4 separate regions of the Mus musculus genome follow, and all the other regions are linked to region 4. The links are chromatin contacts, called in public HiChIP or PLAC-seq and promoter capture Hi-C maps. All regions are on one chromosome and are shown on one strand. The core of a region is the stretch at or near the end of the contact, and the rest is flanking DNA. Distances in the headings are between cores, read along the strand shown. Region 1 overlaps Lamb1 (laminin B1). Region 2 overlaps Pxdn (peroxidasin). Region 3 holds the start of Lamb1 (laminin B1). Region 4 holds the start of Tmem18 (transmembrane protein 18).

Evidence for each region. Promoter capture Hi-C pulls out the DNA fragments that hold promoters and counts their contacts. HiChIP or PLAC-seq counts read pairs in DNA pulled down with a chosen protein or histone mark.
Region 1: a contact with region 4 is called in a promoter capture Hi-C map of cranial neural crest. The contact joins the enhancer-like site here to the promoter of Tmem18 in region 4. A contact is called at or near these places in 5 of 39 promoter capture datasets (the 3T3-L1 cell line, the C10 cell line, cranial neural crest and 2 more) and 4 of 484 Hi-C or Micro-C datasets (cerebral cortex, cortical neurons and embryonic fibroblasts).
Region 2: an H3K4me3 HiChIP or PLAC-seq map of forebrain shows a contact between it and region 4, with 10 times the contacts expected there. The contact joins the enhancer-like site here to the promoter of Tmem18 in region 4. A contact is called at or near these places in 4 of 39 promoter capture datasets (the 3T3-L1 cell line, the C10 cell line, embryonic stem cells and 1 more), 2 of 115 datasets of contacts at active chromatin or transcription factors (forebrain and stem cell-derived neural progenitor cells) and 1 of 9 other capture datasets (pancreatic islet).
Region 3: a contact with region 4 is called in a promoter capture Hi-C map of the C10 cell line. The contact joins the promoter of Lamb1 here to the promoter of Tmem18 in region 4. A contact is called at or near these places in 5 of 39 promoter capture datasets (the 3T3-L1 cell line, the C10 cell line and hippocampal neurons), 1 of 15 datasets of contacts at CTCF or cohesin (the NIH/3T3 cell line), 1 of 484 Hi-C or Micro-C datasets (nephron progenitors) and 1 of 115 datasets of contacts at active chromatin or transcription factors (stem cell-derived neural progenitor cells).

The regions. Positions count from the first base shown.
Region 1 is chr12:31,317,242-31,322,903 of GRCm38.p6, reverse strand. It overlaps Lamb1 (laminin B1), which reads right to left. Exons shown (of 33, transcript NM_008482.3): 24 at 4,271-4,640; 25 at 2,801-2,985; 26 at 1,765-2,006. Among named protein-coding and RNA genes, the nearest start is that of Dld, 31 kb to the left of the region's middle. Within about 2 kb of position 1,888, at least 21 of the 459 cell types and tissues checked have an H3K27ac peak or open chromatin away from gene starts, as enhancers often do.
Region 2 is chr12:30,000,095-30,006,327 of GRCm38.p6, reverse strand. Pxdn (peroxidasin) reads right to left here. Exons shown (of 23, transcript NM_181395.2): 17 at 2,904-4,407; 18 at 478-612. Among named protein-coding and RNA genes, the nearest start is that of Gm15691, 56 kb to the left of the region's middle. Within about 2 kb of position 1,842, at least 79 of the 459 cell types and tissues checked have an H3K27ac peak or open chromatin away from gene starts, as enhancers often do. A contact at or near this core is called in forebrain, where this site is marked.
Region 3 is chr12:31,262,853-31,269,330 of GRCm38.p6, reverse strand. Lamb1 (laminin B1) reads right to left here and starts at 4,038. Exons shown (of 33, transcript NM_008482.3): 1 at 3,730-4,038; 2 at 2,465-2,640; 3 at 139-274. The coding sequence starts at 3,766. Gm32899 (a long non-coding RNA gene) reads left to right here and starts at 4,239. Exons shown (of 2, transcript XR_381427.4): 1 at 4,239-4,321.
Region 4 is chr12:30,581,701-30,587,422 of GRCm38.p6, reverse strand. It overlaps Tmem18 (transmembrane protein 18), which reads right to left and starts at 2,980. Exons shown (of 5, transcript NM_172049.2): 1 at 2,861-2,980; 2 at 1,833-1,953; 3 at 169-223. The coding sequence starts at 2,917.

The sequences.
Region 1 (5,662 bases), core at 639-3,138, 740 kb before region 4:
ATGACTATGAAATACAGATGCAAACAGGGAAATTACAGGCATTCTGTGTGATACGGAAAGAGTTGTGCAGGAACTAAGTTATACTTAGCACTTTATGAAAACTGTACTGAGACAAGCAGGATGTACTGCAATGGAAAGCAGTTACCAGACTACCCCCAACATAAAAGTATCATTTTAAAGACGGTATTTTTAGTAGAGATGCTGTGAACTCTTTTGGCTCAAATGTTTGTAAAGTACCTATAATCCCAAATATGTTAATAGCCACAATAATGGTTTACAGCCCATAAGCATGTTGGAATAATTGTCTTCTATGTGTTACGGCAGAAAAAGAGCCCACTCAAGATGCGAACTTAAAAGTCTTAGGAGTGCTTTCTACGAGCTCTCTGGCAAGCACACTGGATGTGCTCTGTTTCAACAAACATGAACAAGGACAGAGAGCCAGCACAGCTGAGCTTTCCTCAGTGAAGATCAGGAAGTACTGAGGAACACAAAGAGGAAAAAGTCAATTCACAAGAAGATGGCAGCTGAGAACCTACAGAAATAATCACAGGATAACTGAAACAAAAACAGTGAGAAAAAAAAAACCATTAAGCCACGTCTTACAAAAAAAGCCTGCACAGAGAGGGTGCCGCCACTCCACACCCATTTCCACCCACTCTTTAAGATCCACTCTGTTGAAAGCAGAAGATAATACCAACCCCTAAACTTTGCAGGTGTCCAAAAAAACTGACCACAGTTCAGGATGGGTGACACGCTTGTCTGTTTCTGACTGCAGACGTGGGCAAGAGGGGCGATGGCAGGTACAGAATGGTTAAGGGTTTTCCTGTCTCCAGTACACATGGCTGCTACAGGAGTGGGGACTGCTGCTCTCCGGTGCTGCTGGGGTCTACAGTGGAGGCAGTCACCCTCTTATGTCTTGAGAGAGACCTGAAAATACTTGGTGCTACTATCCAAGGTACCTAGGGCCCAGGGCCATAAAATGAGTGTCTTTGCCAGTTTTCTTCCCACCTGACTCTTAAAGATTCCTCTGTCTAGGCTGAGAAAAACTAGAAGATAATGTTGGTGTATATATAAAAATATATCTCAGTTGTCTCAGGTTTCCTCCCATGAAAAAGAAGAGGAAAACCACAGGGAAACCTGGCTTGGTTTCCTTTTGGCCTTCTGCCTGGTTTTCATTAAACTCACTACTCAATTTCACCTGGCTCCAGAGTTACTTTTTAAAAGCTTCTAAGAAATTAATCTGCTCTTTGAGGCCAGCTCAGACCTTAAGCTTTACCAGGTAATATTACTGGAACAAAGGAACATTTTAGCAAACACCGATGGAAAAAGGTTCTGTCCCTGAACAATTTTAAATTCTTCCACTTGGATGTTGCAGTTCAAAGCAAAACAAGCAAGGTTTTTTCTTGTTTTTTTTTTTTGTTGTTGTTTTGTTTGTTTTTGTTTTGTTTTGAAGGCCACACTATAAAAAGGATCTAGTTTCAGAAGTCAAGTCCCTCAGCAGATACAGGAGGTGGGGGAGGGGCTGCCCAGAGGAACAGTTGAGGCAGGAGCAGGCAGGGAGACACACACATGCTCTGTTCCCCATGCCTTGATCACGGCTAACTGACAGTGGAGCCCAGCACCTTGAGCTCAGGAGTCACCCCTACAGGATTACGAACAGCAATACTGGAGCAAGGCAGAAGGTGTCTGTTTTCTTTGTCTCTTTATAAAAACAAAAAACAAACAAAAAACCCAGAGCTAATGAGAGCAAACGCCAAGCCTCACCATCTGTGCAACAGCCGACAGGTCGAGACTTTGCAGTTTGCCGGCCAGTTCGTCCAGGAGGCGTGCCTGTTCCTCCTGCTGCTCCTTGAACGGAGACTCTCGCTCCAACATCAGATCTTCTACTCTGTCTCGCGTGAGGGCAGACTGCTCCACAGTGCTGTTGGGGTCTGTGGTGGAGGCATTCACCCGCTTCTCTGCCTCAAGAGACATCTGGAAATACTTGGTGATGCTATCCAAGGCGCCTGGGACAGGAAGCGAAATTGCCCACAGTTAACCTCCTTGTCCCTGGGTCCTCCCCAAACAGTGCCCATTTTTGGTATCTGATAGCCCTGATTTATACTGGCTTTAGGATTCAAGGGGAAAAGAAATCTGGAGGGAAGCAGAGTTTCCATGTTACGAACAGTAAATCTCTTCTGTCCCATCAGCCCCTGGTCAAGCACTGGTGTGAAAGAAGTCAAGCCATCATGCACACACCATTTCTGTATTTAGGCAAATATCTAAATCCTGGTGTCAGGGAGCCTGGAGGTGTCCAGGTGACTGTTTCTCTTTATCTACTTGGGTCCATTCAAACAATTATTACACACATAAAGAACACAGTACATTTTGGCTATAGGGACCTAGTAAAACAAAATGACTACTGTGGAATTGTGTCATTAACATATGTCACCTTTGCTTTTGGGGGAGGGTATGATATAGCCTGCATTATTGATTATTAAAATATTTTTGAGTTACTAAGTAAGCAGTAATCTCAGATGCAAAAGGACTTGCAGAATTAACAATATTTTAGTAGCCACAGAGGCTAAGGACAGGCCAGGGAGTTAAACTGAGAAACGGACCACATTTTAATGCAGTAGGGCCTCTACTATGTCTTGTCCCCAGGTCCCGTACTGGAAAACCAAGAACTTTAAGCCCCACTTGTGCCAAAGACTCAATTAATAAAGATTTAAAACTGTTAGAACACTTTTTTGTTTGTTTTTAGAAAGTATTAAGTGGGTAGATACAGGGTCATTTATTATCCAGGTTTGAGATTTCTCACCCTGAATATCGGAGTTTTTGATAAACTCCAGCTGTTCTGCCAGCTCCTTCACGGTCTTGTCAAGGCTCTCTGCTTCTGCCTGCAGTGCGCCGAGCTCTCCAGCTGTGCTGTTACTCTGTGAAGCTGTATCAGTTAATTTCACTTCTACCTGCGCCATCTTTTCTGTGACATCTTTGGTTAGTTTCCTGTGGAAAGAAAAGCAAGCTTACCTAAAACTGGCCCACACTGTCAGTCTTACTTGTGGGTTCTCCACTAGCACAATCTCTCACTCTCTACCTTCAGACTATACTTCAGTTATACTCCTGTGTTTCAGCTTTCTTCCTAAAGAGACAACGGAAGCGAACACCTTTTCTTCAAATACTCTGAAGAAAAATACCAGTGAACCCTCAGCTCTTTGTGTGTGTGTGGGGGGGGGGGGGGGGGAGTTTAAGCCTCTGATATAAAATGAACAAGGGTGAGTGCAGGCTACCAGCTCTGAATGTAGGCAGCTGCAGTAAGCCCCCGACATACAAATATACAGACACACATCACATATTTAATGCTCCTTAAGTTGAGAGGATGCCACGAGTGACCCAACACAGAGAACAGGCACTAAAAAGGGTTACAGGATTTGGTGGCACTGAATATACGCAGTGGCTTTCCTGGTGATGGTTTTTCCCCAGAGTTTCACTTTTATTAATGAACTGATTCAAAAAAGGCTTTCATTTCTTTTCAGATCTCAAAAATATTACAATTAAGAATAATGTCCAGGCTGCGGGTGGTGGCACAAGCCTTTAATCCCAGCACTTGGGAAGCACAGGCAGGCAGAATCTCTTGAGTTTGAGGCCAGGCTGGTCTACACAAAGAAATCCTGTCTTCAAAACAATGAAATAAACAAACAAGTAATAAAATTATCATTATCTATCTAGAGCCTGTGAGGTGACTCAGCAGGTAAAAAGCTATTTGCTGCTAAGTCTGATGATGACCTCGTTTGATCCCCAGAACCCACACGGTAGATGGAAAAGACTTCGCAAGCTGTCCTGTCCTCCACTAAGTGAACACCATCGCAGGCACGTGCCTACTGCCTATCCATGGACAGATCAACAATTTTTACTATACATTTAATATTTTTTACTGGATTGAAGTAAACCTAGGACTTGACGTACTCTCAGGGCTTTAACTGGTAGTGTGTTATCCTTGCATTACGCTGTAGGGCAATGGCAAGAGCGAGCCAGGAATCAATGTGCCACTCAAATTCAAAGCCTTACACATGGCAAAGCTGAGACTCTATGGATCTTCTGCCTCAAGTCCAGTCCAGCTGCAAGCACTGAGCCTCAATCTACCCTGCTCACAGACAACACTGTAGATAAACAAGGGGCCCAAAGCCTGTAACAGACTAGAAAACCTAGCAGACGTACCGCTCCAGGAAATCTTTGCTCTTCAAATACTGAAAAGCCTTCGTGAGTGATTTTTGGCTCATTAACTACTTACTCTGCCTCCTCGAAGAGAATGCCAATGTTTTTCAGTGGTTCCGCTGCTGGGCTCTGGGCCAGGATGTCTTTTATCTCATTGACTTTCTTCTCTACAGAGTCCACGGTCTCTCGGTAGGGACCAATCACACCACTGATTTTCAGAGCCTTGGCTTTCTCCAGGAATTTGTGGGTCCTGTTGGTCAGCTCACCAATGATAGCATCCCAGAGAGCAAAGCACTGGTGGCAGGGTGTGCAGTCAGGAAAGACCCCCGAGTAACCTCTGGTGCACTTGTCGCAGCGAGGACCCTCTACACCCTCCACACAGACACACTGGCCCGTGGACTGGTCACACTGAGGTGTCTCAATGCCCCTGGGATCACAGTCACAGGCTGGAAGGGAAACAGAAATGCTAGTTGACTGACGACATCACAAGCTTCAGTGACAAAATCTGGCATTTAATATCCCCAAATCACTGTTAGAGCTTCAAGTGGCTTGCCCTAGTATGCTAACCCACTGACCCTTCCTTAAGAGTAATGGTAATTTAAAAAGTCAGTAGATAAGCCTTGTTAACCACTTCTTTTGTGGCAAGCATTGCGTATGTGTAACATGTATGTAACATTATTCAACCTTCACACCATCCCTGTGTCTGGGCAAAATAGTTAACACTATTTCTGTGGAGTAGAAACCAAGGTAGAGACATTATATGACCTGCTCAGAGTCTCACAGCCAGGAAATGATTTAGTACTCTGCATCTCCAGAGCCCATCTTGGCCTCCATCCCACCTCTGCTTCCAAATCTGAGCTCCCACATAACAAGGCAGTCTAGATGGTTCAGACTGCATCCTTTGCCAGCAGATACATCCTAAAGGACCGGCACCTAGCTAGTCAAGCCACCTGCTCACCAAGCAGAGTACCAAGCAAAGTACCAAGCAAAGTACCTTGTGCTTGGGAAGATCAACAGAAAACCAAATCTCAAGGAAATATGAAGAAATCAAAATTCCTGGTTTAAAAGCTCCCACCACAGACAATACACCTTGCATCTAAATACCCTCACAGTATAAGCAGCCGACTCATGGAAATGTCAGACGAGACTGCAGGAATCTTGGAAACCGCTGGAAGTCAGTTTGTCTATGACTGGCTCAATGTTGCTGGTACCTTACCCAGAGGCAAAAATGGCAAAAGGTAAAGTCCTGCCTGGCACAGGGAAAAACTAGCACTTCTGGCCAACAGCTGACGGAAATTGCTTACAATCCGTATGCCTCTCACCCCTGCTTAGACTTCTGACCCACAGGTGAGAACCATCTTTCCATCAGTACTTGCCTTTTCCCAGAATTTGTAGAGTTTGAACAACAAAGGGTGTCTCTACATGCATCTCTGGCCCATTCTGGGTAAAGGTGTGAACATAAGACAAA
Region 2 (6,233 bases), core at 593-3,092, 580 kb after region 4:
AGGATGGATAGTGAAACTTCTAACTAAACTCCTCAGCTGATTCTTTGGCCTCTTTCCCATTTCCTAAAGTAAATTAACATTATTAAAAAGAAAAAAAAATCATCTTGCCAAAAGCCTCAAGTCTCAGTAAAGTTGTTAGGGTGCACATCTGAGCATGAGGCCAGCCCAAGCTATACAAGTGAGACCCTATCTCAAAAACCCAAACAAAACAAACAACAATGCTCTAATCCTGGTACTGCCTGGGATGGTCAAAAGGCTCCTGGAAATATATCCGTTCTCACTGGCTCCAGAGGCCAATGGTACCTGGGACTCAGGTGTGTTAGCCTGAAAGGGTAAGGTGCCAGGCAGCCTTGAGGAGGTACGGAGCCATCTGAAGGGCAGCAAGTGGGAAGGGGCTCTCCCTGTCCTAAGCAAGCACAGGTCCTCTCTGCCCCAGATCCACACCAACAGTGTAAGACAAGGTTTTCTAGCACCCACCTGTCTCCATCCCGCAGGCGTCGGAACTGTGTGCTGAGCAGGCACATGAGTGTGGGCCCCAAGCGGCTGCCAGGTACTAGGTCTTCTACCATGAGGGCTGGGAACAGATCAATGTTGAGAGTCGAGCCATACAGCCTGCAATAGACAAGGACAAAGTTGAGTGTGCTCATCATAGCTGCCTGGGATATGAAACACTGCAAACAGGAAAAAGGCCCCCATACATCCTCCAGACATTTCCTGGACAAAGAGAGCTCATTGCTATTTCTTTAAATCTTCTTTAATCACATTTTAAAGAATTTTCCTCTTTTCCTTGTATATATGAGGGATATATATATATATATATATATATATATATATATATATATATATATTTACTTATAAGTGATTTGAAAGCCAAAAACATAAGAAAATTAAGACATAATTCTTTCCTGTGCTCCAGGGAGAATCACCCAAGTTCATGAGGCAACCTATCTATCTCCTCACACCTATCCTTTTCCTTAAGTATAAGAACAATGAATAGTCTAATTGAAAAGAATAAGATTAAACCCTACAGTATAGAGAAATGTATTTGTCAATGGAAATGCTGGTTAATTAAATAGGGTAGATATCTAACATGAAGCTTAAACATTATCAAATGTTTAACAAGCATTCTCTTAGGTCCTCCATGCCCTGGGAATATGTATGCCCATACAGAAAGATACAGAAAGAACCAGCAATGCCAAAAGACTTTTGTTTTCTAGCCTTGTGCAATTTTCTAAGAGCTTACAAGGCACCAGGTAGTCTTGGTTCCAATTGCTGCAAGAGACTGTGCTGGAGTCTGAAATAACATCTTCCAACCCCTACGCCCAACCCTCCATTCCCCACCAGGCTTGGAGCGACAGTGGAGCACCCTATAATCTATCGGAAAAGACATACATTCATCTCCCAACATGACAAACATTCCTCTTCCATCAAATCTACTCTCATCAAGCTGCCATCTAGCTTGTCCAAGCACAAACTGTGGTCACTGACATTCAGGGACAAGCACCCTGGCCTTAAGCCTCCCAGGCCTTACTGGAAGTCACCTGCCATGAGGACAGAGAGGGCTGCTGGCTTTGCTGCGCGGGCACCAGATGACAGTGTCACCTCAGGATGCCTGCTCTTTGCCCTCCCGTCTGTAAAGGGGTAGCAGAAGGCTGAAGGATATGTTTCAGGTCTGCTGGGGATGCTCTCCATGGCACTACAGAGCCTCCCCCCCGGAGGGGGGGTAGCCTGTGGACCCCACCAGGGAGAGAAGCCCAGATTCAGCCCACGTCTTCATCTCCAGGCTGCCCTGAAATGTAAAACTTCAACAGGCTGCCAGGACAGTAGACGACAGCTGCGTTCCCCAAGGCCTGCTGAAAATCCTGGCAGCCCAGGCTTTCATGGCCATTCAGCTCTCCTCCCAGTCACATCTCATTTTTTCCTCTTTGTAATTAGTTCACAGAAAGAATAAATGACTAGTGTATGTGTGTATGTGTGTACGTGCGCGTGCATGCGTCGTGTCTTTGCCAAGGTCTCTCCCCTTACAGCTGGTCCAGGCCCACCATCTCCAGCAGCAGCAGTGGCAAGATTACCAGAAACCAAGAAGTTCTGAAATATTTTGGCAAGCAAAAGCAAAAATGAACTGGGAAAGCCATCCGTGGCCATCTGGATGGGGACATGATGCCCCATGAAGTAGTCAGTGAGCATAAATCCCAATTAAGCATAACGGTGACAAAAAGATATATTGTCCCCGTGGAGAACTCGCGTGCTTCCCTCGCCAATAATCAAATCCCATTATGTAAGTGCACTGGAGCACAGGGAGGCAGCTGTCATTCAGAAACTGCAGTATCTCACAAGGGAGACCTTCCTGCACGCCTCAGGTCTGAACAGCCCCTAGGAGGCAGAAGGTCCGAAGAAGCCTGGCCCTAGATGAGATAACCAAATCCCGAGCAGACCAGTTCTATCCTCTGAGTGGTGGGTTATTCATCTCCCATGAAACTTCCACATCTGTTATTCAGCTCCCAGGCCAGCTCTCCTCTTGTATGAGCAATAGCCACTCATGCATGAGTCACACTATAGGTGGAGAGCCAGGCCCAGGAGGCTGGCCAGTCTGAGGCCCATTTGCCATGTGACTTTACTGTCCCAGCTAGGAAAGTATAACTGCTATCTCAACAGAAAACTCCTTACAGTTTACAAAGTCTACCTCCTGAGCACAAAGAGGTGGGCAAACACGACTACCCCAACCCTAGGCTGGCTCTGTATGTAGCATCTTGGCCAGCAGACCACAGGCTGTCCAATCTCAGTCACCACAGATTTCTCTCACCACTGAAGCTTGAACCTAGAGACGGTGACATCACAGTTCACAGCCAAGGTCTCTTGACATCTACATACCTATCAAGGTGCCTCAGTTTACCAATACCCACCTCTGCAGTTTCTCCCGGATCACAGGGCTCTTGATCTCATTTTTCAGGTCCTCAAAGGTGTAAGCAGCCGACAAGTTGCAGTAGACTCTGTAGTCATGGTAGGGTGGGATGCCATGGTCCCGGCCTCGCTGGATATTGATGGCAGCCAGGTCCAGGGCCACTGTGTGGGCCATGGAGAACAGCCTCTCCGTGAGCTCTGTGTTCAGCAATTGAGAGGGAATGCGCATCTTCCCTGCCACTCCAAACAGCCCTCGGAGAAGTGGGTCGATGCCCCCCTCGTTGACAATCCGGAAGGGCGAGAAGAAGGCTTTGTGGAGGGGCACATGGCCCTGAGGGATGGGCTCAAAGTTCTCATCCAGCCGGTAGAGCAGAGGGTTGATCAGAGTGTGACCGAACCTGAAGGCTGCAGTGGCAAAGGCATTAAAGATGCCAGCATTGACACTGGGGTCGTAGCCCCGGTACTCACCGAGCATCTTCATGCCCACCTCCCCCAGGATCTTGGGCAGCCAGTGCCGGTAGGTGATGTGCTGTATCTCTGCCCCGACTATCTTGCGGGTCTCATGGTAGACAGTGTCCCCATCCCAGTGCGGGTTTAGCTTCAACAGCTCTGCTGCAATGCGGTTGTGCTCCCGGAACCACAGCGTATGCATGCTGGTCAGGCCAAGCTGCTCGTTGGCACGGTGGTCGCCGGCCAGAAAGCATGGTATCGGGCTCTCGTTCTCATCGCGCATGCACTCAGTGGGTGGCCCGGTGGCAAAGGGAAGCAGGGGCTTGCCAGACCTCTGCACAATGCCCTGACGCAGCAGGCCACGGTGGCTGGCCAGGTCCCGGATGCTGCGGGCTTCGTGGTCTGTGCTGCCGTACACATTGGAGGCATCGATGTAGGAGGTGAGCTGGTTGATCTGCTCTCGAGGGTACACAGAGTTCATGAGCAGGGACGTCATGCCGCTGCCACACACGGGGCTCGATCGCACGAAGAACATGCATCGGGCGCCACTCCGCACCCGGGGATCATTGGGGGGGATCATGACCGAGAAACAGGGAGGGTCATTGCTGCACACAGAGCTGCAATGCTGGCCGTCAGAGAAGCGGGCCTGGCTCAGGGCTACCACTGTAGAGTCTAGGTCATGGTCAAGGAACTGGCCCCATTGCATCAGCATGTGTGTAAACTGCTCATCGGGGGTGATCACCTCTGTCCCAATCAGTGTGGTGGACACCAGGCGGGGCATGGGTAGTACATGCCCATTGTACTGACGCTGGGAATTAATGCCCCGGGGTGTGTTGAACCCATTCTCATACACAGCCTTCAACAGGCGCTCAAAGGCGGTCAGTGAGGCACCCCACATCGGGTGCTGTAGATTGTTGCACGTGCCATCGTGCGTCCTATACTTCTGGTGGAAGCACATGTCTGAGCAGTTGTTCACGCGGCGGTGTGCAGTGCAGCCTGACAGGTTGGCGATGAGGCTCAGGTACTGCGGGGACACCAGATCATTGTAGTGGTAACCTGCAACACAGTAGAGAAGTATTGGCTTCTACCAGCCATGGTGCAGACCACTGCCTTCAGAGTCTCCGCTGGTGCCTGCAGATGCTCTGGCTGCTGATTGGGTGGAGTATTCCCTTCCTGCTCAGCTCACTGTTTGCTGACAGTCTTGACGCCTTTCCATCAGGTCTATGGTTTTACACGACTAGCTCTAATAAAGTGATTCCTCAAGAAACCCAGCACATTCAGAGGTCCAAAACTGAGGGCCTTCAGCCTACCTCATATTGTTCCATGGAACAGGCAGAGAAGCACCTCCACACCAGCCCTAGGTCCTCTCCTTGTGGAAGAGCTTCCCTATGCCCATCAATGTTCACTATAGTGACTAAATATACCAAAGCACCTGTCTTCAGAGTCCATCCTATAGCCACCTGCAAGTATGAGTCAGACACTTACAGGGGCCTCAGACTCCTGCCACCCTCTCCTTTCCTCTGTCATCAACCCAGGACACTGCTCATGACACTGGTCTTGCTTCTCACAAAATCCACCATAAGACACACCCATCCACCTGGCCAGCCAGGGGCAGATTCCCACTAGGTTGCCTTCCTGCTCAGAAGCCTTAGACGACCCATCAGCTACAGGAAAACCCCAGGTCTTGTTGGTCAGCAGCATGACTCTAAAAGTTCTCTATGACCTTCCTAAAGCCATCAAAACCAGGTACATAAACACCTCTGGACCCCACGCTCAGAGCTGTTTCATCAAATGCTGCCTGAAGACATTGGCATAGCCAAGGCCTCCCCCTTCCTCTCTATCCCTCCATTACAGAGTGTTCCAGTCTTCAGACAAGCACAAATATCTGAGGACAAGCTCACTCACTGAGACTCATGTATACACACTCACAGTTTAACCCTCATAAACATACACAATCCTGCCTGCATAACCATATGACATGCTTCTATGTAAAATATGCAAGATAACTTGCTCACACGTGGGCACAATCACATTCACATGTGCATATATCCAGGTACATGAGACCAATATCCATGTGTATTCTCTGTCTCTTTCTCTCTGTCTCTCTGTCTCTGTCTCTGTCTCTCTCTTGCTTGCTCTCTCTGCTGATCAGAGCCAGCCCTGCAACTTTTCATTAAAGTATCTCTAGCCTATGTCTGGCTCCGGAGACCCAGTCTACACATTTTAAAGGCTGTAAAAGAGCCCCTTCTTACAGAGGATGACCTGTAAAATATCCATACCAAAAAAAAAAAAAATTCCATGATTGTTTTGGAAACATCAGCTACCCAAGATTAGCCCAGGAAGCTTTCCTTTCATCTCTGGCACACAAGAACTAGACATGCAGGAAGGACAATCTGTAGGGAGGACACACAGCAAGGCCCAAATAGGCACAGATCAATCAGCCTAGCTAATCAGGTCCTACATTGTTCAAAGTCCTGGTATTCACAAATGCGTGTGCATAGGTGTCTGCATGCACAGCTGGCTTGTCTGAAGCCCAGAACACTCTGCAGGGGAGAGAGAATGAGGAAGGGGAAGGCCTTGGCCGGGCCAGTGTCTTCAGGCAGCATTTAATAAAACTGAGCTCTGAGCATGAGGATCCTTGATCCTGGGATCATTATGTGGCTGTTTTGATGACTTTAGGAAGGTCATGGACACCTAGTAGAGGCATGCTGCTGGCCCAAAAGGCCTGGGGGTCTCCTGGAGCTAAAGGGCAGTCCGAGGCCCCTGGATAGGGGCCCAAAGAGACACCAGGACCTACATAAGCTCAAGAGAAAGTGGGCTCAGATACTAGTGCAGGCATAGCCAGAGCCTCTTACATGATGCACATGCAGCAGAGAGTGTCT
Region 3 (6,478 bases), core at 2,789-5,288, 680 kb before region 4:
GAGTGTTCCAGACAGTAATTCTGTCAAGGGCTCTAATCAGAGAACCAAGAAGCGAATCACAGTCACAAATACCCATGTGACCTTCTTCCCAGTTCCCAGGCACACTCCAAGGAACGTGCTCCCACAGGCATCACGTACCATTTTCCGATTGCCACCAGATCTTAAGGCGGTTTGGAGCAAATGTGGTGACCACGTTCTCAATGAGATGGCTGTCGGGGTTGAGGGTCTCGTGATAAGGGTCTCGGGAGTCACATATGAAGCATTTCTTGTCCTCCTAAAAGCACAACAGTAGCATGGGTCCATGAAACAATGTCATTTAAAAAAAAGTCATTAAATCCACAGAACAGAAAACAGACGACCACCTTCAAGAAAGATGAATGTGGAAAAATTATATAATATATGGCCTATTTCTCACTTTTAAACTTACTGAACTGTCCAAAATGATCCAGAAAACTATTTCTTCCTTTCTTGCAACTTAAGATCAAGAGTAAAATAGGGCATTGTTTCCATAAGCTACTAATTTAATCAAAATTAAATGTCTCCGCTTACATCTTGATCTCTGTGTGCAGCTTCCTCAGAAGTCACATGCAAAAGAGGTAACGGAGAGTTTTTGCTGACATAGTGCAAAAGGAAAGGAAAGGAAAACAAAAACAAGAACAAAACCCAAAACTGTCTGCCTGATTTTCTAAAGCCTACGTGAGGCAGGAACCATAGATGAACAAACGCATCCTGAAGGACCAGGTTCTTAGCTTCTGCTTTATCCAAGGATGGTGGATGGGGAGCAGGCTGACCTGCAAACTGCTCAGAGTATCTGGGGCAGGAAGTCCTGTGCTGGGATCACCATGAACGGAGGGCACTTCTGAGGATCCCACATGAGCACAGGCTAGAATGAGGACAGACTTTGGTTTCCATAGAAGTAAATTCATTTCTTGTTTTCTTTTTTTCTAAATGGGAGCCACAGCCACTCTAGGGTAAGATCTCTCCTCTTCACAGCATGTCACAGTGAACCAAAAACAACACTTAGGACTTCTGTTCTCATTTGGAGCTTGGCTCTGTGCCTACATTTTCTAGAATACTGATTATTTTTACATCTAAAAATGATGTTAAGCATGAAATAGCTACAGACCAATGCACATCTTATAATCAGAATTTAGTCAGAGATAATACAATGCCAATATAGACTGTACTTTAACATTTGCATCTATTTAATTAACTTCTCACCAAAAGATGGGGGATGGGGCAGGACCCCTGGGGCAGTCAGGGCTGGGGTACAAAGGGATCAGGAACTACAGTACCATGTTTTCATTCTCTACTCCTCAGTGTTTCACAGAGAGGGGAGATCCTGAGATCTCAGACAAGCATTCTACAGTGTCACAGCTAATCATACAAACAGGGGAGTCTGGCGCTCCTTGCTTTTAAGTGAAGTTTTCACTGTGGACGAAGCTGATTTCAGGATCTGGTGACTCACGGACAGAGAGCACTCTGACCTCTGAAGTAAATGTTAGCAAGACATTTTAGGAGAAATGAAAATGCTAACATTAGAAAAGGTAACATGAATTGCCTTCATTAACTTGTAGTCAAGGAAACTTGTTCTGAAGAACAATTACCAGAACTACAAAAAAAAAAAAAGTTTAATTATAGCCTCCCTCTAATCAGGAGGAAGCAGTCTAGACAGCTCTGGATAAACCTGGAAGCAAAGGAGTGGAATCCACTTGGCCATGTTGTGACGCCATTATATTACATGTGCAAAGCCCAGGTCACCCACAGACTAACACCTGTTACTGTCAGAGGCCCCATTCCATTTCCAGCCTCTTTTTATTTTTCCCCGGAGAGTGAGGTAGGGGTGGTGGGAGGACGGTGGTGGAGATAAAACTCACATTAGCTCTTATCTAAACATGGCCAATGAAATCTAAAACCTGAGACCACTTTTAGAAGCATATGCCCCTCATTAATTTCATTTCCGTCTTCCACTATGATGATGCCATGACAACCAGGGCATTTTTCAGTAAGGAAGTATGTCTGATCCTGACTGAATCACCTCGAAAAGACTTCAGCGCTTGGGGCGTCCTTATACTCAAGCCAAAGATGGAAACCCAACACCAACAATGCAAGAAGAGAACTGAACCATCTACAATACACAATTTCAAAAGGGTTTGATCAAACAGTATAAATAACAACAGAATAAAATACAGGGGACCGTACAGGGCACAGGACAGAGGCTAAGCTCATCTGCAGCCCCGGGCTTCTCCTACTGATGGTGGTGTTAGGTGGCAGGAAATGTTTGGCGGGTGCGACTGTGCAAATGGAGATTGGGACTGAGCTACTGGCTTCATCCCGGGGCTCCTCTGCTGGTTGTACTTCCTATCTGGATTGACAGCAGGATGTGGAGTCTCCTGGGCAAGCCCCTTTGATCGGCCAGGAGGAGGATGCAGCCCACAATGCATTCTCTAGACTCGTGTCTTACCTGCAGGTGGCTAACAATACAGTAGGGCTCTGGTTTGTGCAGTCCACATGTCGAAGTCACGGAGAGCTTTTGCGCTCGGCCGATGAGAAGGTCGCCAGTGGCAGGGTAGCAGCTGCCTTCTGCGCAGCCATAGCTGAACTCCGGTTCCTGAGCGCACACTCGGGTGCCCCATAGGGCTACAGAAAAGAAAAGCAACAAGGTTAGGAAGAAAGAAAAAAAAAAAAAGCAACCGACAAGCCAGGGCAAAAGAAAACAGCAGGAGGGGCAGACAGAGAGGATTAAAAAGAAAGGAGACTACATAGAAAAAACACGGTGGAGAGATAGGCGCAGAAAAGGCCTGGAAAGCTGGGACAAGGAAAAGACAGAAGGATGAAAGAAAAAAAAAAGACTCAGAATCGTCATTAGGTTTGACTAGCAGTCAGCTGAGCGCAGCACCCAGAAAATACAACTGACTTTTTTGTCTACTCTGATCTACCCCTCTATGAAAGGTGGACAGAGTGATCCGGTCACTTCGAAGTGCCTGGACCAGGGCGCAGTGAGGTTGACCCTGCCAAGCGCTGCACACCCGCTAATGAAAACCCGCGTGCACATGGCAGTGCGCGCATCCTCGGTGTGAGTGTGGTTAGTCTGGGGGCGGGGGGGGGGCACAAAAATATGTCCGCGTGCACGCGCCAGGGTCACCGGCGATTGCGCCGGGTGAGGCACCGCGTTTGCCACAGAAGCCCTGAGCTAGAGACGACTGGTGTGTCTCTGTAGTGGCTTCAACGCTTCGCCATTCCAGCAAAGCACCCGGCCCAACTGTTCATGGTGCCACCCCGAGACAAACAAGGATGGTTAATTAAAGCCACATGGCTCCAATCTGTTCCCAAGTCGAAGCCTGCTCTGGGCCCCGACACTTTTGTGCGTAATTGGTTTTTCCAGGACCCTCCGCAGTCTGCCCAGCCACAGCAGGGAGCCTGCCTTCCGCAGTGGGGAAACAGCGTTTAACTGGTAAAAGGTGCAAAGCCCTGGAGCGATCACCTCGGAAACCTGCAGGAGCGCGAGCTCTGTGCGCAGAACCCAGTGGATGCGGGTCCGCGGAGCTCCGCGTGCGCGGTCCCTGGCCACCACCGAAGCGAGAGCGGTGGCGATCTCACGGCGTCATTTCCAACCACTCTCTCTCCCCCGATCCCCCAAAACTGCCTTCAAAGCGGGGGCAAACCGGTTTGGGGGTTTTCTTCCCTAATGCCGGAGCACACCCCTCCCCCCAACCCTTACTGAGTTACCTAGGACACCAAAGGCGAACACCTGGAGCAGCCCCATGTCCAGTCCTCGCAGACGAGGGGACGCGGCACGGGAAGGAGGACGCAGCAGGCAAGCTGCCTGTCTTTTCTTCGGGTCTTCCTTTCTGGAGAGGTAGCGGGGAGAAAAGGCAAATGTTGGGAGAGAGGAGAGGGGCCCTTCCATTTCCTGCCGCTCCCACGGAAGCGGGGGCTGGGCCCAGGAAGGGGGTCAAGTCGCTTAACTACTTTGTTCTCCTCACCCGGCTGGGCGAGCGCTCAACCCGCTCCTGGCAGCCCACCGGCCCAAAGAAGGGAATTAGAAAGTTTCGCCTAGGGAGGAACCGAGGGAGGCGTCTCTGCTCATGCGCACATGGAGAGCGGGGGCGGAGGGGGCGGAGGACAGCAAGTTGGCTAGGGGTGGGGGTTGAGGTCCAGGTCCCACCTCCCCAGGCGCCTCTTTTGTTTTAAGGCAGCGTCTGCTGAAGCTGTAGGGCATTGGTACTTGAGTTCCCAGCGTGGGCTGGCGGGTCCGTTTCTGGGCGCGCTTCCCAAGTGGAGCAAGCTGGGGAGGGATGCGTCGGGGCTGGTCCCGGAGGTAGGTGTGTAGATCGGCCGGCAAAGGGGGCCGGTAGGACCTACCGCGGACTTATACATTTACGTTTATAAGAAGTGAGTCACGAAATGTGCCCAAGGCTAGGAACTCTGGCAACTAGCGCTAGAGGGAGGTGAGCTAGGTTAAGCCCTTAGAAAAAGGGTCAACCTGTCTGGCTCTTAGGAACTTGAGCTCCTATAAGCATCCTTACACCACGACTCAGGATCAAAGAGCTAGAGCTTTGCGTGGGTGGGTGCTACATGTGTGGTGTCTTCCTATTTCATAGGAAGGACACCAGTGGCTGCACATTCTTTGCGCACGAATTTATTCGGGACGTACCTATAATCTCTGGTACCCAGGGGGTTATAGCTCTGAATTCTCTTCTGTTAAAATATACACAAAATAACCTGTGTTACCTGATCCCGGGTAATTTCTTGAATTCCTTTTCCCACTTCACGGTGGAAGGGTTGACACAGCCAGGAAGTTGGAGATTTTTGATGAGACACCCTTCTCCACACTACAAACAGAATCCTGCAACCACCTTAAGCACGCAGGGAGGGGAAATGGGGGGGTGCTCTAAGGAAGCCTCTCATAGCGCTTCAAGGTTAAGTGGGGGTAAACAGAAGGTCTCTGTCACTGGGGAAACCTTAGAAAGGAAAAAGAGCTTGGGGACCACAGACCCCAAACCTTTGTAAGAGCCCAACTTGTCTGCCTTAAGTGTTCCTTAGTCTGACCCTGGAATGAGGGAGCTTAAGTCAGCTGTTAGACTAGTCAGGTGTGATTGCTTTCCAGCCATCACAAGGAGAAGGGATTAAGCGGCTGATTGGTCAGTTTTTAACTCAGCTGAAACGAAATTGGGCCTAGGGAAGTTTATAATCATTAGACCATAGAGTTCGCTGTTCTTGGAGTTTAGAAACCTGTGTTAATTATTCTCCAAATCAGCCCTTGCCCCGATGCAGTTTCTCCAGTATTTGGCCCCGCAGATGCTTGGGATTCCCAACGGCTGGCTGCACAGCCTGCAGGGATTGAGAGTACCCTACAGTCGAAAGGGTTTCATTCTGCAATGGGTGTCTAATAATATAATGCCAACCTATGCTCCTTGCTCAACCTTTAGGGCCATGAACTAAAGTTTTATATTGGTTTACATCTACCCAAGTTGCAGGTGACATTCAACTCCTCTTTTCTTCCTTCCTTCCTTCCTTCCTTTCTTTAACACTTTGGTGGTTTTTTTTTTTTAAAGATTTATTTATTTTATGTATATGAGTGCATTGTTGCTATCTTCAGGCACACCAGAAGAGGGCATTGGATCCCATTACAGATGGTTGTGAGCCACCATGTGGTTGTTGGGAATTGAACTCATGACCTCTGGAAGGGCAGTCAGTGCTCTTAACCACAATGCCATCTCTCCAGCCCACAACTCCTCTTTTCTGAGACTGGCTTTTGCTACAGTAGCAGACAAGTCCTGCTGGCCCCCTGCCCCTGGTCAGTGAACTCTCTCTTTATAAAGGGTCAGCCACCTTCAACACTCTCAAGAGACTGGCTGCTTTCCTGACCACCTCGCTCACAGGAACCAACACTACTAAAAACAAAAACTAAATAAGGGTTTTTGCGCTTGCGTGTGACGCATGTGCGTGGGGGCCATCGGTTGACATCTGGTATCTTTCTCCGTTATCCTCCTTATTTATTGAGACAGTGTCTCGTTGAATCTGGAGCTCACTGAGCCCACCTCAGACTTGCCTCCTCTTCTCTGCTAAGAGCAACATGCTCATATAAAAAGCTGCTGGATCTCTTTCATCTTAACTAGCCGTGAAAGGAGCCCTGGAGCACCGTGCAGCCCCTGTCTTCCATTCCTTCCTCTCTGTAGCCCAGGCTCTTGTCCTTAGGGTTTCTGCTTCCTCACAGCTCCACCTCTGCCCCACCACAATCCTGCCTGCTTCCATCTCTACCATGGCTCTTAGCTTGTTCAGCTGAATGCAGTGCAGTGCAGTGCAGTGTACACACACACACACACACACACACACTCACACACCCACGCCATGGTCCTCTTTGTCCCTGTAGGGACATATGCTTCAAATGACCACACCCTCCCTCTTTGAGACTCCTCCGTCCGGGCGCCCAGGACACAATTCGGATGCTTCTCCCAGGATTTGACCTTTTCTA
Region 4 (5,722 bases), core at 1,731-4,230:
TTAAGGCCTAACCCCATATGTATAGGCTGTTCAATATTTATGTGGCCACGATTCCTGGCGTCCTCAATTTCCCTGTGAGCTTCATCTTTTCTTTAGAAAGTGCCATGTGAAAGTGCCACTGTGGAGGAAGACTGAGGCAGAGGCGAGAGCATGAGAAGCCAACTTTACCTCCAGTTCACTGCAGCCACTTCGTTGATGTACTCGGCACTATAGACTAACACTACTAAGAAAACATAGAAAACTTATGTTAGAATTTTGTGACCAATTACAATCACTAGAGAACGAGATAATAGATCTTTACGTGTTCAACAGAATACCAAAACCAAATGTAATTCCTATTTTAACTATGATATGGTAAGGACTCTAAAATTGTCAAGTTATAAAATATGCCCACTTAATAGGAATCAGAAAAAGATCAACACATCTGTGACATGCCAAGGGTCTTACCCAAACTCCCATGAAGCCGTTCTATCCTGGCAGGACCACCACCAGGATCCAGGTGCAAATCTCGGTCTTATCACCTCAGCATTTGTGAAGAGGAAGTAAGCAACTGCAGTGGTTTTTTATTCTCTGAGATTGTAATGAGCCATAAAGCATACAGAGCACACAGCAGTGTCTGGGGTTCCCCAAGAACTCCTAGGGTTATCCCTCTCCAAACTGCAAGTGCATGCATTGTCCTTAATCTTAAGAAGTTGATCCATCTTTCAAGGTCCTTCCCCCGAGACTGCCGTGCACACTAGCTCTGCACCAAGTTCTCAACCTGGCCCTCTCACCTGCTCACCCCTATGCCTCTCCACTCTGCCTGCAGAACTCAGGCTCCTCCATATAGTCCCATGTACAGACCTCAGTTCTTATCAAAAGAATCATTACAACTGGCACCAGGACAATTAGAAAGCTTCTATGGTTAACTACTGAATCCCAAGTGTCCCCAAGGAAGCCATGCTAAGTTTAGGAGTCTATTTTGCTTACCAGTGTAACCCCAAAATTTCTCAGGTAAAATATTCCAAATGAAGAATGGACACCTTTCTGTTGTAAGCTCACATTTCCTGCCTCTCGGTTCCCTGGTTAACTGTCTAAAATCAGCTTTTCCACTCATCAAGAAAACTCTCCCCACCCTTCCAGTGTCCACAAAAATCAAGTATTTACCCTGTAACCACTCAGTTTGGGACACTTTGCTCCTGGGGATTGTGGTATCTGACCTATGAGCCAGCTTCCTTCCCATGTCCCACCCTGTATTTTGGGGGCTCTGAACACTTATTTTCACTGGGGCCAGACCTCACACCTAGGCCAGTCAGCTGTTACTCATCTTTTCTTCCTGACATTTTACTTTGTATCCTTCTGACCCAACTGAGGGGCCCAAAATAGTGAATGTCCCCATTTGGCCAAGTACCAGAACTTTTACTGTGTGCCTGTTTCTGTGCAATAAAGACTCTATCTTTCTCCATTTCACGTACCTAATTAATCCCTACATAGAATTCCTAAAGCCATTATCTTTAAAAATAACCAAAAGTAATATTATATGCATAGTCTGATTTCCAGAGCAGGCAGTATGGGACTAACCCCAGCAAGAAAACATCTACATGAGAGATAAATTGCACTGAACTCAAAGCAGGAATTATCTGTGTAAGAGTCAGCATAAGAGAATCAACATCTTAGTGTACAGATGTTTGGCATCCTTAGTGACCAACCTAGAACATGTCCAAAGATTACTTCATGATCTCCATATAGAAATGAAGGCTTGGGAAACGCTGTGAAAACACAACGCAAACAAACCCAGGGGCAGTATCGCAGCAATGAGAGTGAGCAGAGGGATTCAAGGTTCTCCTACTCACCCAGACACAGGAAGTGCCCGATCTGTAGCTTATACCTCTGTGAGGAGAAGCAAGTGAGAAGGAGGCACAGCAGGTGGAAGGCAAGGAGTCCTAGGAGCCACGGCTCTGTCCAGTCTGTCTCCTGTGAGGAGATAGCGTTAGAAACCTGGAGGGCAGCGAAACGAAACTGCTTTCCTGTGGGGAGTGGGAGCTACTGGTCCCTTCCATTGAGTTTGGGGGTCTTCCATTGGTGTTTGTATACAACCAGAACTCTCAGACAAGCAGGAGCAAGCGAGAGGAAACAGCGATGCCTCAATTGCAAACACAGTCACAGATTTTTATATAAAGATTTTAAAGTCTGAGCACACAGGATGGAAACTACTGTCCACTTGCCTCTTTGGACTGGGTGAAATCTAGAGGGTTATTATCAACTAAACTAACGAGCTAAGTAAAGTCATGTTAACTTGGAATGTGTGAAGCTGCGTACACCAAGCTCCTCTGTGCATGGAGGTCTGGAAATGAGAGCCATCCTAACCTGCAGAGCTGACTGTCCCTGACACTTCTGCACCATGCAGCCGGCTAGTGTGCTTTGGGGTCTTAAGTACAGTCCCCAAGGCTCCAATCTTTCTGATTCTGTCTCCAACTAATATTAAGTTCCTAGTCCCGACTTCTTAGAGCTTCCCATGCCATTTTCCAAGGGCACGGCTCCGCAAGGCAAGACCAGCTCCTCTATCTGGAGCCCTAAAGCTCTTGGGGACAGCTTGAAGTCCAGTTACTGGGTAACGCTCATCTCTTCTGTGCCACATCGGAAAGACAGCGCACTTGAGAGTCTCTCCAGACACTGGCAGGGAAGTCAATGTATGGCGCTAAGACGCCACCGGGGTGAACACTGGTGTTGGGGACTCAGAGGACGGCCGGTGCGCACCCGGGAGCTGCCCCATCCAGCGGAGCAGGGAGCGGCTTCAGGCAGCCCGCCCGCCCCTGCGCAGTTCTCGCAAGAACTAGCAAACCCCACCAAACGCCGGCGCCACTTAGAGCCTGCGAGTTACCATGATCACCGCAGGGATGCTGACTGGGAAGGATCGGACTGAGTATGCGGACGACATCGCGCCAGGGATCCCAACAGCCGGGACGAGTCCGCAGCTTCCGACAGCCGGGAAAGGCGCTTAGACTTCTCGCGAGATCTACGGGTACGAACCTGGCGCTTGGCTCTTCTCGCGAGAGTTCTGACTTTTTTTTTTTTTTTTTTTTTAAAAGAGCGTCCAACTTTCGTTATTGCAGTAGTGCATTTCTGTAAGAAGTGTCAACGTGCTCACCTAGTTCTGTTTCTTCCAGACTGCCCAGAAAGCGGAGGGTTCGTGGGTTCCACAGATGCAGCCGGCGGCTGGGGAGAGTTTGCCAGGGTCCGATGGCATCCTTGCTCCAGTAGCCCGCCAGGCAGCCGGCAGGAATCCCACTTCTACCCCAGTGGGATAAGGACACCAACCCACCCACAAAACTTTTCACCTCAAATTTGTCTTGCCTAAAAGAAATGCAGGCACAAAGATGAAGCAGAGACTGGAGGAATGGCCAACCAATAACCAGCCCAACTTGAGACCCATCCTATGGGCAAGCACCAATCCCTGACACTATTAATGATACCCTGCTATGCTTGGGGACAGGAGTCTAGCATAGCTGTCCTCTGAGAGGCTCCAGCCAGCAGCTGACTGAGACAGATGCAGAGACCCACAGCCAAACACTGGACTGAGGTCGGAGACTTTTATGGAAGAGTTGGGGGAAGGATTGAAGGTCTTTAAGGGGCTGGGAACCCCACATGAGGGCCAAAAGAGTAACTAACCTGGACCTCTGGGAACTCTCAGAAACTGAGCTGCCAACCAAAGAACACACATGGGATGGACCAAGGCCCCTGAAACATAAACAGCAAAGGCGCAGCTCAGTCTCCATGTGCACACACACACACACACACACACACACACACACACACACACACACACACACAACTGGGGCAGAGGCTCTCCTAAAGCTGTAGCCTGACTGTGGTATCCATAGCCCAACAGGCCTCAGTGGGAGAGGATGTGACTAATCTGGCAGAGACTTGATGCACCAGGGTTGGGGGAATACCCAGTGGGGGCTCACCCTCTCAGAGGAGATAGGGAAGGTGGGAAAGGGTCTCTGTGAGGGGTGACCTGAAGGGGGTAGCGTTTGGGATGTAAATAAAATGAAATAAAAAGTCCCAGGATGAATATAGTGTCAGGTCTCACCATGCTGGATAGATAGCAGCTGAATCCTATAATCCACACAGCCCTTACCCAGAGAAATGGGCTGCCAATGGTGTCTGTACCACAGGATTCCTGTCCCACGAAACCGAGATAGACATTCCATCAATAGGACATAGTGAAGCAGCCCTATCCAGTAGACTGGTGCATATGGTATCTGCCCCCAAGGCCAGCAATGAATATACAGTCAGTACTTGCAGATGTAGGATGGGCACAGTATTCTTCCCCTTGGCCATTCACATCCTAACTCATTGATCTAGAATAGACAAAGATAGTGGTGTTTCTATGGATCTATGGGATAAACATGGCCCTAGTAACCTTGTGTGGCTGGCGATGCTATCCCAATTCTGGGGTGGTAGATTGCTCAAGGGTGACATAACACTGGACAGTTTGGAGTATCCACGATCATGCAGACTGAGCCATCTTACTTTTACACATGTTATTGGAGAAGGGGCAGGCCATGGAATATGAACTGGTAATGCATTGTTTAATGGTTTTAAGTCAATCCACAGGAGGCTGTTAAACACAATTAGTTCATGTGTGAAGTTCTCCTAACTGCTCGTGTAAACAGTGAGGACCCAGGATTCTAAGTCTTTATGTCAGAACATAAACCTGTGCACACGTGCATGGCCTCTGTCATATGATCAGGGCTTGCTCTTTCCCTTGGTGGTGTGATCACTGATGCCATAGCCACCTCCACTAGTCTGAACAGTGACAGTCATAGTCTGTCTTCTTCACCGTTTAATGGGCTCTGATGTAGTAGTCCAATATCCTCCATCCATTTAGCATTGCCCAACCTAAGGCTTCCTCCTCTCTCCCAGAGGCACGCCCAGGCTGTCTTTGTTACCTCCTCTGTACTTTTCAGATTTGGGCTACTCTGCTTCTCAGGTATGTGCTCCACCCAAAGTATGCCTCTTCACCAAAGGTATGGAAATGGGGAAGAAAAAGAAGAGGAGGAGGAGGGGTGGGGGAGGAGGAGTGGGAGGAGAAGCTGGTGGTGGTGTCAAGGTCATTTGGATGTGCTCTAAAGTTGTGCTTTAAGGAACACAGGGCGTGTCCACGATACCCAGCCGAGGACCCTCCCTATTCAGTGGTTTTAGTGTCATTTGTTTAGAGTTGGTGTGTGGGTTAGCTATTCCTGATGATTTTTGGACCGACATCAGTGAGGATATGAAATGAAGAGTAACTGTAGTTGCTCTGTCATGGTGATGGGGTCCACCCTTCTGGCCAATTTGCAACCAAGGAAATTAAAAGCATCCATGATGGTGACATGGGACTGAATTCCTAGGCTGTGGAGTCAGCCATGAGTACCTATTATTAAGCGATCTGCATTGCTTTCCCTGGCTTGCCCCAGCTCAAACTCCTCCACAGGCAGCACATGAGGACTCTTACCTTCATTTCGAGGTACCTGAAGTCTACGATTTCCTCTACACCTGTACTGTGTCCCTGCCGCAGGCTTCTGTCTCACAGACAGTTCTTTATGCCACAGCTAGAGATCTCTCAACACAGACAAGACTTCTCAAGTGCTTCGTGTGAACACTTCACAGCTGTCCTTTGCCCTTGAGACCCCTTACCCCTTCCATTGTCAGGCCAGGCCCTCCTCTTCTGGCCAGGCCCTGTCTTCTTTTCTCAGCG